Linked DNA regions of Macaca mulatta: region 1 is linked to region 2. A link is a contact called in public Hi-C data. All regions are on one chromosome and are shown on one strand. Each heading gives the region's core, a stretch centred on a gene start, on an enhancer-like site or on the middle of the called end of the contact. The rest is flanking DNA. Distances are from core to core; before and after follow the strand shown.

Evidence for each region. Hi-C and Micro-C count contacts between places; a contact is called where the count stands out from the background.
Region 1: a contact with region 2 is called in a Hi-C map of fetal cortical plate, with 2.8 times the contacts expected there. The contact joins two enhancer-like sites. A contact is called at or near these places in 6 of 14 Hi-C or Micro-C datasets (CD4 T cells, cortical neurons, fetal cortex germinal zone and 3 more).

Annotation. Positions count from the first base shown.
Region 1 is chr1:141,067,125-141,072,137 of T2T-MMU8v2.0, reverse strand. No RefSeq gene overlaps it. Among named protein-coding and RNA genes, the nearest start is that of PLPPR4, 83 kb to the right of the region's middle. Within about 2 kb of position 1,812, at least 16 of the 40 cell types and tissues checked have an H3K27ac peak or open chromatin away from gene starts, as enhancers often do. A contact at or near this core is called in fetal cortical plate, where this site is marked.
Region 2 is chr1:140,806,229-140,810,745 of T2T-MMU8v2.0, reverse strand. No RefSeq gene overlaps it. Among named protein-coding and RNA genes, the nearest start is that of PLPPR4, 180 kb to the left of the region's middle. Within about 2 kb of position 2,440, at least 7 of the 40 cell types and tissues checked have an H3K27ac peak or open chromatin away from gene starts, as enhancers often do. A contact at or near this core is called in fetal cortical plate, where this site is marked.

The DNA.
Region 1 (5,013 bases), core at 563-3,062, 260 kb before region 2:
TTGTGGAAAACTTTAAAAATTTTATGAGCACTAAGAATAACAATATTATACAATGAAAGTGTATCATAAGGAGAATTACCTGGTCAGGGGCTGGGTTAAAGCGTCCTTCAAAGGGAGATACCTGAACTGAGAACCAGAGGATGAGTCAGTGTTAACCAGGTGGAAAAGGTGAGGAAAGAATGTTATTCCAGGCAGACGAAACCATTTGCAAAGGCCCTGTAGCAGGGGACACCATCCTACTGAGGAGGAATAAAAAGAATAAAGGTAAGGGGATGCAGAATGGTTCAGGACAGGCTGAAAAGTAAAAGGCAGACAATTCATTAATTTCATAAATATTTATGGGAAACCTACCACACCCCTGCTAGTAATGTAGGTACAGAGGAATAAAAAAGGAATAAAACATTTTTCTCTCAAGGAAATTCTTAATCTGGCAAAAGATGGCTACACACACACACACACACACACACACACACACACACACACACACGCTTACCTCTAGATATAATGTAACAGAAGCGGTATTGTAACAGTAGAAAGAACAAAAGACTGTGGGAGCACAATAGAAGGAGAAATTAATTGTGATTAAGGAAATATCAAAAGAAGGGATTGACCAATATTTGACTGGGTAGTTGACATGTGAGCTGATCCTTCAAGGTATTCCAAGCAACAGCATGAAGAGAAGCACCAGGTGTAAACAGTGGCCAGAAGTCTATTAAATAATAATTTCTTTGATGGATCAGTTTATTTATTTTAAATATCAGAGGAGGTTCCATTCTCTGCAGAAAGTAGAATTAAACTAGAAAGGAGTAACAAAAAGATAAACAGAAAAAAAACCCTTAATAATTGCTATCAGGTATATAGGTGTTAAAACATGGTTGAGAAAGCAAGTAATCACAATGAAAATTAGAAAATGTTTGGAAATAAATGATAACATATCCAAATATGTAGGATGCAACTAAAGTCATGCACAGGTAAAATGTACAAGCTTATATGCATATATTAGAAAAAAATATTGAATATCAACACTCTACATATCTATCTGAAGAAGCTATGAGAAAAGCAAATTAATCCAATTAAAGTTGAAGAAAAAGATAATGACACACGCAGAAGCCCAGTGAAGAGAAAACAAACATAAAATTAATAAAGAAGACCAAAAGTTGGTCCTTCAAAAATATAACACAATTTATAATCCCCAAGGTCAAGAAAAAAAGAGAAGTCAAAAAGTTCAGAAATAAAAAATGGGATATTACTTTAGATTCTATAAATGTTAAAATATAATAGATATAAACAATGTTATGTCAGTAATTTCAATATTTAAATGAAATAAGCAAATACCCTTAAAATATTATTTTTTAAAATAACGCAATAAGAATGGGAAATCAAAATTGTTCTATATCTTAACGAAAAATGAAATGAAGAATCTATTTATAGAGGTAGATATTCTTATTCTCTTTTCTTTCTGCTTCCTACTAGCCAAGAGGTAACAATGTTTACTATCTCTCAGCATTTCTCAATTGCCGCCACTAGGTGGCAAACGTTTCCAAACGATTACAGGAGCCTGCAGTGACTATCACAGTTTGTTGGACACCGTTTTTTGTGCTCTCCAGCAATCACAAACAGAATATTCTAAAACAGTCTCATTATTGTCATTATAAGCACTCTCACTGTTTTCGTAACACAAAAGATAGCAACAGGAACAAAATTGCCCTGAAAAAAATCTAAACACAGGTTTTATTGGAAGAAATTGAAATCCTACTCTAACAATAGAACCTTCCACTTCAGGCTCAGAACAAGGCCAGCGAAGTGGAGCAGACCTATCACAGATTCCCATCTCCATGACAACCTTTTCAGTTCCATGCACAATTAAAGCTACAGTATCAGTTTTTTTCAGGGAAAACAAAATCTGAGTCCTGGCTGGTCTTCATTTTTTATAATAGATTTGAGAAATTAAATTGATTCTCATTAGTGCAGCTGAATTAGTGGGTACTAATAATTCATTACATAAGCAGCCCTAATTCACTTCTCCAAAAGCAAATGAAAATATATATTTTGTGTGGTTTAATGTACTATCATTATCACTATCCTTTTTAGCTTTCTTTGACAACAACTCTTTTGTGCCAGGCATTCTCGAAAATCCTGGCTTAATTCCCTTAGGCTATACTTGTGGATAAAAAAAAAAAAAATCTGTTCATTTCATTAGCAATTAGATTTCAGCCAGATGGTCTGGAAAGTGTTGGGGCTCCCTCAGAATCCTCGAATAACCTTTTCTCCAGACCCCGTGCTTCTTTTCGTCTTCTGAAGACATTTCTGGAGTTTTTAGTTGTTACTGAAAAAAATGGGTAGAGCTCAGATTTCTGCTGCCCTGAAAGAGATTGTTCAGAAATTTTGGAGAGTTAAAATATATATATTCAAAGTGTTAAAAAATGCAACTTGTCAAGAAAATTTAGTGGATCAAGAGTTTAGCGTACGGAGAACAAATGATTGGTGGAGGAATTTACAACTTAATAACATTTTCAAGTACCATATATATGAAGGTATTTAAAATAGAGTGACCAGATATATTTTTTCTTTTTAAAAAATTACTAAACATAGAAAAATGGGACGTGAGTTTTCATGTTATTTCCTATAAGCAATAAAATGAAAACCTAGTTGAATTTAAGACATTTCTGAGATTGCTAAGAATGGAATCAAAGTGGTAATACATTACCAAGAGTTATCATAGAATACTATGCCATGAAAATTGTAAGCATATATTATTTTCCTCCTTCTAGAAATGTGCAAGTATAGCCTCCCTTAAATCAGAGGGCTGAGGCAGGTGACTCTTCATGAACCCTTTCATTACTAGCATCCCATGATTTTTATAAGTAAGAAATGTAGCTACTATGGCACTGTTGCTTCACTCATTTTAACCATCTCTAACATCTTGTGATGATGGCTGGGACAAATAAAGCAGCCAGTTTGCAATCCAGCTTACCTGTGGATAGATGGTGTCATTGCTTGAAGAAAGTATGATTATTATTACCTTTTTGCATGGTCAAATTGAGACAAAGAGAAGTTAAGTGTCTTTCCCAGCACTAAGTCCAATAGAGATGACGTGTTTTCTGCCTGTCCAGCATGCCTTTGGTCAACTGCATTTACTTCATTCTTGTCTGGAAATGAATGGGGCTGGCTCAACAGTGGACATAAAATGGATGCCTAGATAAAGAGAAACCTCTGTCTCCTCTCCAAGTGATACACTGAGGAATGGGCATAGGACATAGCTTTGCCAAAGAAAATTGTTTCCTCCCAGAAAACTCTGAAGCTATTGAGAAAGAGATCATTTCTTTTCTTCTTTTTCTTTTCTTTCTTTCTTTCTTTCTTTTTTTTTTCTTTTCTTTTCTTTTTCTTTTTTTTTTTTTTTGAGACGGAATCGTGCTCTGTTGCCCGGCCTGGAGTGCAATGGTGCAATCTCAGCTCACTGAACCCTCCCCCTCCCAGGTTCAAGGGATTCTCCTGCCTCAGCCCAGCCTCCCAAGTAGCTGGGATTACAGAAGCATGCCACCACGCCCAGCTAATTTATTTTTTATTTTTTATTTTTAGGAGAGATGAGGGTTCACCATGTTGGCAAGGTTGGTCTCAAACTCCTGACCTCAGGTGATCCACCCGCCTCAGCCTCCCAAAGTGCTGGGATTACAGGCGTGAGCCAGCACGCCTGGCCAGAGGTAACTTCTTTTTGCTTGTGGGGCAAACATAAACCTGAAATTATTGTCGTCTTATCGGGAGAGCTTTTCAAAATGAAGCCAACACAGATAAAGGGAAGAAAACATAGCTTACACAAACAATATTTAACATATAGATTTAACACATGGAGACATAGAGATCTGCTTGGATTTTTAACTGTAAGGTCGAGAAAGAGAAAATACCTCTAATGTTATTGTATAAGCTCCTTATAGCTAGAACCTGACAAACTCATCCAGATCTTTGTCAGTTGTAAGCATGGGGATTTAAAAAATACTAATTTTGCTTTTAAATTATCATGTAGTCACAGACTTTCTTGTACAGGTCTTTGAAGTTTGATACTTTTATAGATTTAAGTAACTGCCACCATTATCAGGATATGAAAAGAGTTCCTTCTATCACCTCAGACTCCCTGGTGTCATTTCTTTATAATCACAGCACCCCATTCCCCTAACCTTTGGCAACCACTGATCTCCTGTTCATTTCTATCTTTTATCTTTTGGGAATTTCATATAAATGAAATCATGTGATATGCAACCTTTGAGACTAACTTCTTTTTCCCATTATATGCACTTGAAATTAATTCAAATTCTGATATAAAACAATAGTTTGTTCTTTTTTATTGCTGAGTAGTATTTCGTTGTACTGAGGTATCATAGTTTCTTCCTCCATTACTCATTGAAGGACTTTTGCACTGTCTCCAGTTTGGGGAATACATTATGAAGAGAGCTACTATATTAACATCTGTGTACAGGTTTTTGTTTGAACACAAGTTTTCATTTCCCAAAAAGTCAGAGTTGCTGAGTCATAACTACATGTTTAACTTGATGAAAAACTATCAAACCATTTTATGTAATAGCTATACTATTTTTCACTACCACCAGCAATGTATGGGAGTTTTAGTTGCTCTACATCCTTGTCAGCACTTGGTGTTGTCAGTATTTTTTTATTTTCTGAATTCTAACAAGTATTCGGTGATATTTCATTAATGCTTAACTTTGCATTTCGCTTACAGCTAATGATGTTGAACATTTTTAATATGCTTATTTGCCATCCTTATAACCTTCTTGGTAAGTGTCCAAGCGTTTGCTCATTTTAAAAACTGATTTCTATGTTTTCTTACTATTGCATATTGAGTTGTTTTGTTTTGTTTTGTTTTTTCTTTAATGGAGTTTCACTCTGCTGCCCAGGCTGGAATGCAGTGGCACAATATCAGCTCACTGCAACCTCCACCTCCTAGGTTCAAGCAATTCTCCTGCCTCATCCACCCAAGTAGCTGATATTACAGGTACTCAC
Region 2 (4,517 bases), core at 1,191-3,690:
CCACGTTATTAATTTGTATTATAGAACCCATAGGATAACAAGTTACATTAATTTGTTGTCCCGATTCTACTGCAATCTACCCTCTTTACCTCTGTCTACCCCTGCCAGTCTGGGAGGGAAATCTCCAATATGGACTGTCAGAATTGTTCAGCAAGTTCATGATGGAACTACACAGTCGTCACATTCTAATTCATGCCACACCCACACAGCTAGGGTGCTTTCTTCTGGCGTAGATGCAGAATTATTTTGTACATGCTTCAAATAAAATTTCTGTACTGTTTCTATCCTCATGATGCAAGACCCTACTGTGCTTCTTTGATTGTAACTCCAATACAAAAATAAGATAATAGCCTAGATTATTTTGCCCTAAATGCATTAAAGAAATAACACAATGCATGGAACATCTACATTAATAGGTTGCAAATAAAAAACAATCTTACCCCAGATTTAAATTTTACCACAACCCCCAAGTTGATCTACATCTTTGGAAGTGTTAATCAAAAACCTTCCAGTTGGAAGTGTTAGAAACCAATTCAAACTTGCTAAAGCAAAAAAGGTAATTTCTTGGCTCATATAATGAAAAGTCCAGAACATAATGGACTTAACTTTGCACATGTAGGCTCCAAGAGCTCACAAAAAGTCAAGACCCATGATGTTTTAGCTTTTCTTTCCTCCATGGGCTTCATGGTCAGGCTCCTCAGAGGAGAAAGACTCTAGGCCTACACCGTCCTGCCTGCCTGCAGCCCCAGCTGAAAGACCAAATTGGGTCACCTGCACCAAACACTGTGGCCAGGGGAACTACGTAGTGTTCTTAGGCCTGGATCCACCTCAAATGATAACAGTAGGCAGTTATCCCCCAAAAGAAAATCAGTGTGCTTTACTGAAAAGAATAAAAAGAGGGAAAATAGAATTTGATTTCATTTGGGCAACAAATATAAAGAGGTCTTTGTATTATGACAGTGCTATTTTGTAAAGGATGGTATGTTTAGCTATCTGTTGGAAAACAGTGAATAGAATTGCTAGCATTGCTAAGTGTCTTATCTAATTTTTACAACTTTGTGATAGCCAATGCTGTTCTTGTTCTACAAATGAGAAAACTGAGGTTTGGAGATATTTAGTAACTTACCAACCACCTCCGAACTAATGAGAAACAATGTCAGTTATGGAACCCAGCGTTTCTGACTCTGAAGTCCAACTTATTTTCCCTCACCATGAGGCTCAGCACTGCTGCCATTGAGAGACGGTAACTAAATGGGGTAATATTGAATATAGTAAACATTGATTGCAGGTGGCACAGGAAAGATATTAAACTGTTTGTGAGTTGAGGGCATTATACTTTCCTTGATATCTGTCACATTCTAAACCATACCTGCAGCCACTAGCCTGGTCCAGAAAGAATTTTTTTTAACTCCTTTGAATTGAAAGAAACTCTTCTTATAATCCAGGGAGTTCACAGAAATTAGTATTGCATTATATTTTTGCATCACATAATTTCCCTTTTTTTTTTTTGAGACAGAGTCTCCCTTTGTCACCCAGGCTGGAGTGCAGTTGCGTGATCTCCGCTCACTGCAAGCTGCGCCTCCCGGGTTCACGCCATTCTCCTGCCTCAGCCTCCCTGGTAGCTGGGACTACAGGTGCCACCACACTCGGCTAATTTTTTGTATTTTATTTTATTTTATTTTATTTTTTTTTTTTGTAGAGGCAGGGTTTCACCATGTTAGCCAGGATGGTCTCGATCTCCTGACCTCGTGATCCGTCCTCCTCAGCCTCCTAAAGTGTTGGGATTACAGGCGTGAGCCACCGTGCCCAGACCACATAATTTCCCTTTGATGTCTAAAAAATATGTCCATTTTGATTCATAATAGAATCATGTATATAGAAAATACAAAATTAGTCTTTCAATTAAAATTGCCTTTCATTTTTAGCCAACTTTCTGGAAACCTTTTTTAAGGTGTAAATGAAGATGTGCATGTAACACAAAAAATGTTGTTCTATTCAAAGATGCAGATCTTTCTTGCTTTGCTTCTCTGCATAGATGCTCTGAAAACATGCGGTCTATCTCAATGCTTTGAACTCTTTCTTGGAATTAAATAATTTCCATGGAAACTGGGGCTAAAGAGAACACTTGACAGCTCATTAAATAATACGCCACTTAAACAAGACTTTTTAAATTTCCCTTGTTAGACAATCAATGACTACCAGTATTTATATTCCTTAATGATGCAACTTCTCGACAAGCCTGGAAAATGATGTCTGATTAATCCACAGAGGTTTCTTCTGATATAGAAGGCAAAATCTAAGCTTAAAAAGAGATTCCTTGCAGCACAGATGAGGCAGAAAAGGAATCCAAATGTTTCCAAAGCAACTCAGCCTTTTAGCCACAAAGGAAAATCCTGTACTGACATTCCAGAATTTTTCTTTGTCTTGGTAATTTTCCAGCATGTGTTTTTACTCTTCCAAATGCCACATCAGAACCACAGATGGCAGCATGATTTAAGCAGGTTTGAGCTTCTTTGCTTTTTAATCCAAATCCTAAATTAGATGGAAGTTGATACTAACCTCCCAGCTTCCCTCACCCCTGTCTCCTCCTTCCCGCTCCTGGTTGTTTTCATCTCATTGAGCTTTCAATTGCTTGACCCTATTATTATTTTTTACCAGCACAATAAAAGCACCAGAGTCTTAGTATTATCAATACCATTTCCCAGCATCTCAAGTGCTTTCTTTCTTGTTTCAATTTGTATTTTCAAATCTAAACTAATTGAGGTTATCAGAGGAATGCTGGGTAGCTGGCTGTGCCCATTTGCAAAGGTAGATGTAATGTTCATGGTAGGACTGAGCTTGAGGTTTAAAAATAAAATATTATACTTTAGGCTGTTTCTGCATCATGCAAAATATTCCTCCAATATCTAAACATTTGGCCTAGAATTTTTTTCCATTTTTCACTTTTTATCTAGAGCCTAGATTTGGTTTTGAGGTGAACTTGAACCTTGAAATGACAAATGTCATATACATTTCCTATATTAAGATTTAAAGATGTTAAATTTCAACCACTATGGAAATATTAATTCCTACCAAGATATGAATATCATACATTATTTTAAACTGTTAACTTTGTTTTATGAATGAATTTTTAAAATTGTGAATGTCTACAATGTAAAATTGTTCTGAGAATTTGGGGACTACAAAGATGAGCATAAATGGATCTGCATTCAAGTTACTGTGTATATCACTCTGTTTAACTGGTTGACCCAAACTGAATTTTTTTATAGTACAGGCTACTTTGTTGTACAAAGATCTCTGCTGCAATGCCATTAATTCAACTCGTGTTTTGTTTGCCTGCTATACCATACAATTATGGGCTTAGTTTAATAAATTAGCTCATTCAACATATATAAGCACCTACTAAGTGCCAGGCACTGTACAAGGCACTGGGGATAGAAAGCTATCTCCTTACTCTTGAGATGTATACAGTCTAGACAAGGCCATCCAAATAAATCCATAAGTATAATGCAGTATGGAATGAGCTATGGAAGCACACAGTGTCCTGGGGGCACTGAAGAGGGGCCCCTGCACTTATATTTTTATATTTCTCTCTCCTTATGTTCCAAAGTTCAGACCACTTCCTTCTAACTCATTTCTCTCTAACACAGATCTCTTAGTACTGTAAAAAAACTAGCCCTTGCAAAAAAGCACATAATCAGAAAGACTTCTAAAGCTGGCTCCAGCACTGACAAGCTGTGTATCCTCGAGCAAATCATTTTAACTTCTCTGAGTCTGTAATTTCTCCCTCTAGTATGTGGATATGTTGATAATGTTGCATATACTTGATAGAGGAGTGAAGGGAGATATGTAGATATGTAAAATGCCTAGGAAAGTGCCTGAGCATAATAAATGTGTACTGTCCTACATACAGCTAGTTTAAATTTTCTTGCCGGACATATCTCATCTCTGGCCCTGGTAATGAGCCTGACTTATCATGGTAACAGCTCACACTTACTGAGCATTTACAATGAACCAACCATCCCAGGCATACTGTCTCAGTCCATCCTCACAACAATTCATTGAGTAGATATAGCCAGCCAAGTTATCTAATCTATGGCTCCCATTGTCACCAGCACATTGTTCGTCCAGAACATTCCTGACAATAATTATGAAGCAGTCTAGTCTCTCCATCACTTTCTGGATCACAAAGCTTGTTACACATTTGCATCCTGACAGATCTGAACTGCCCCCTGACTGAACTTTACTACCCATTACCCCCAATTTGAGGCCTTTTGCTCCACTGGTGTTATATTGGAAAGAAGAGCTGCCAGGCCCAAGGTCATAAAGAAGACCATACTGCTGGGAACAATAGGCTTCCTTCTCTACACTCTTTTCTTGTTTCTATTTCAAACTGTCCCCCTGGCCAAATGCTTCCCAACTATTGCAACCAGCCTTGCAATCAGATCGTGACAAAATGCTGCCGGCTGGGATAGGCACATAGAAGCCCTTTAACTCTTTTCTGTCTGCGATTTGAA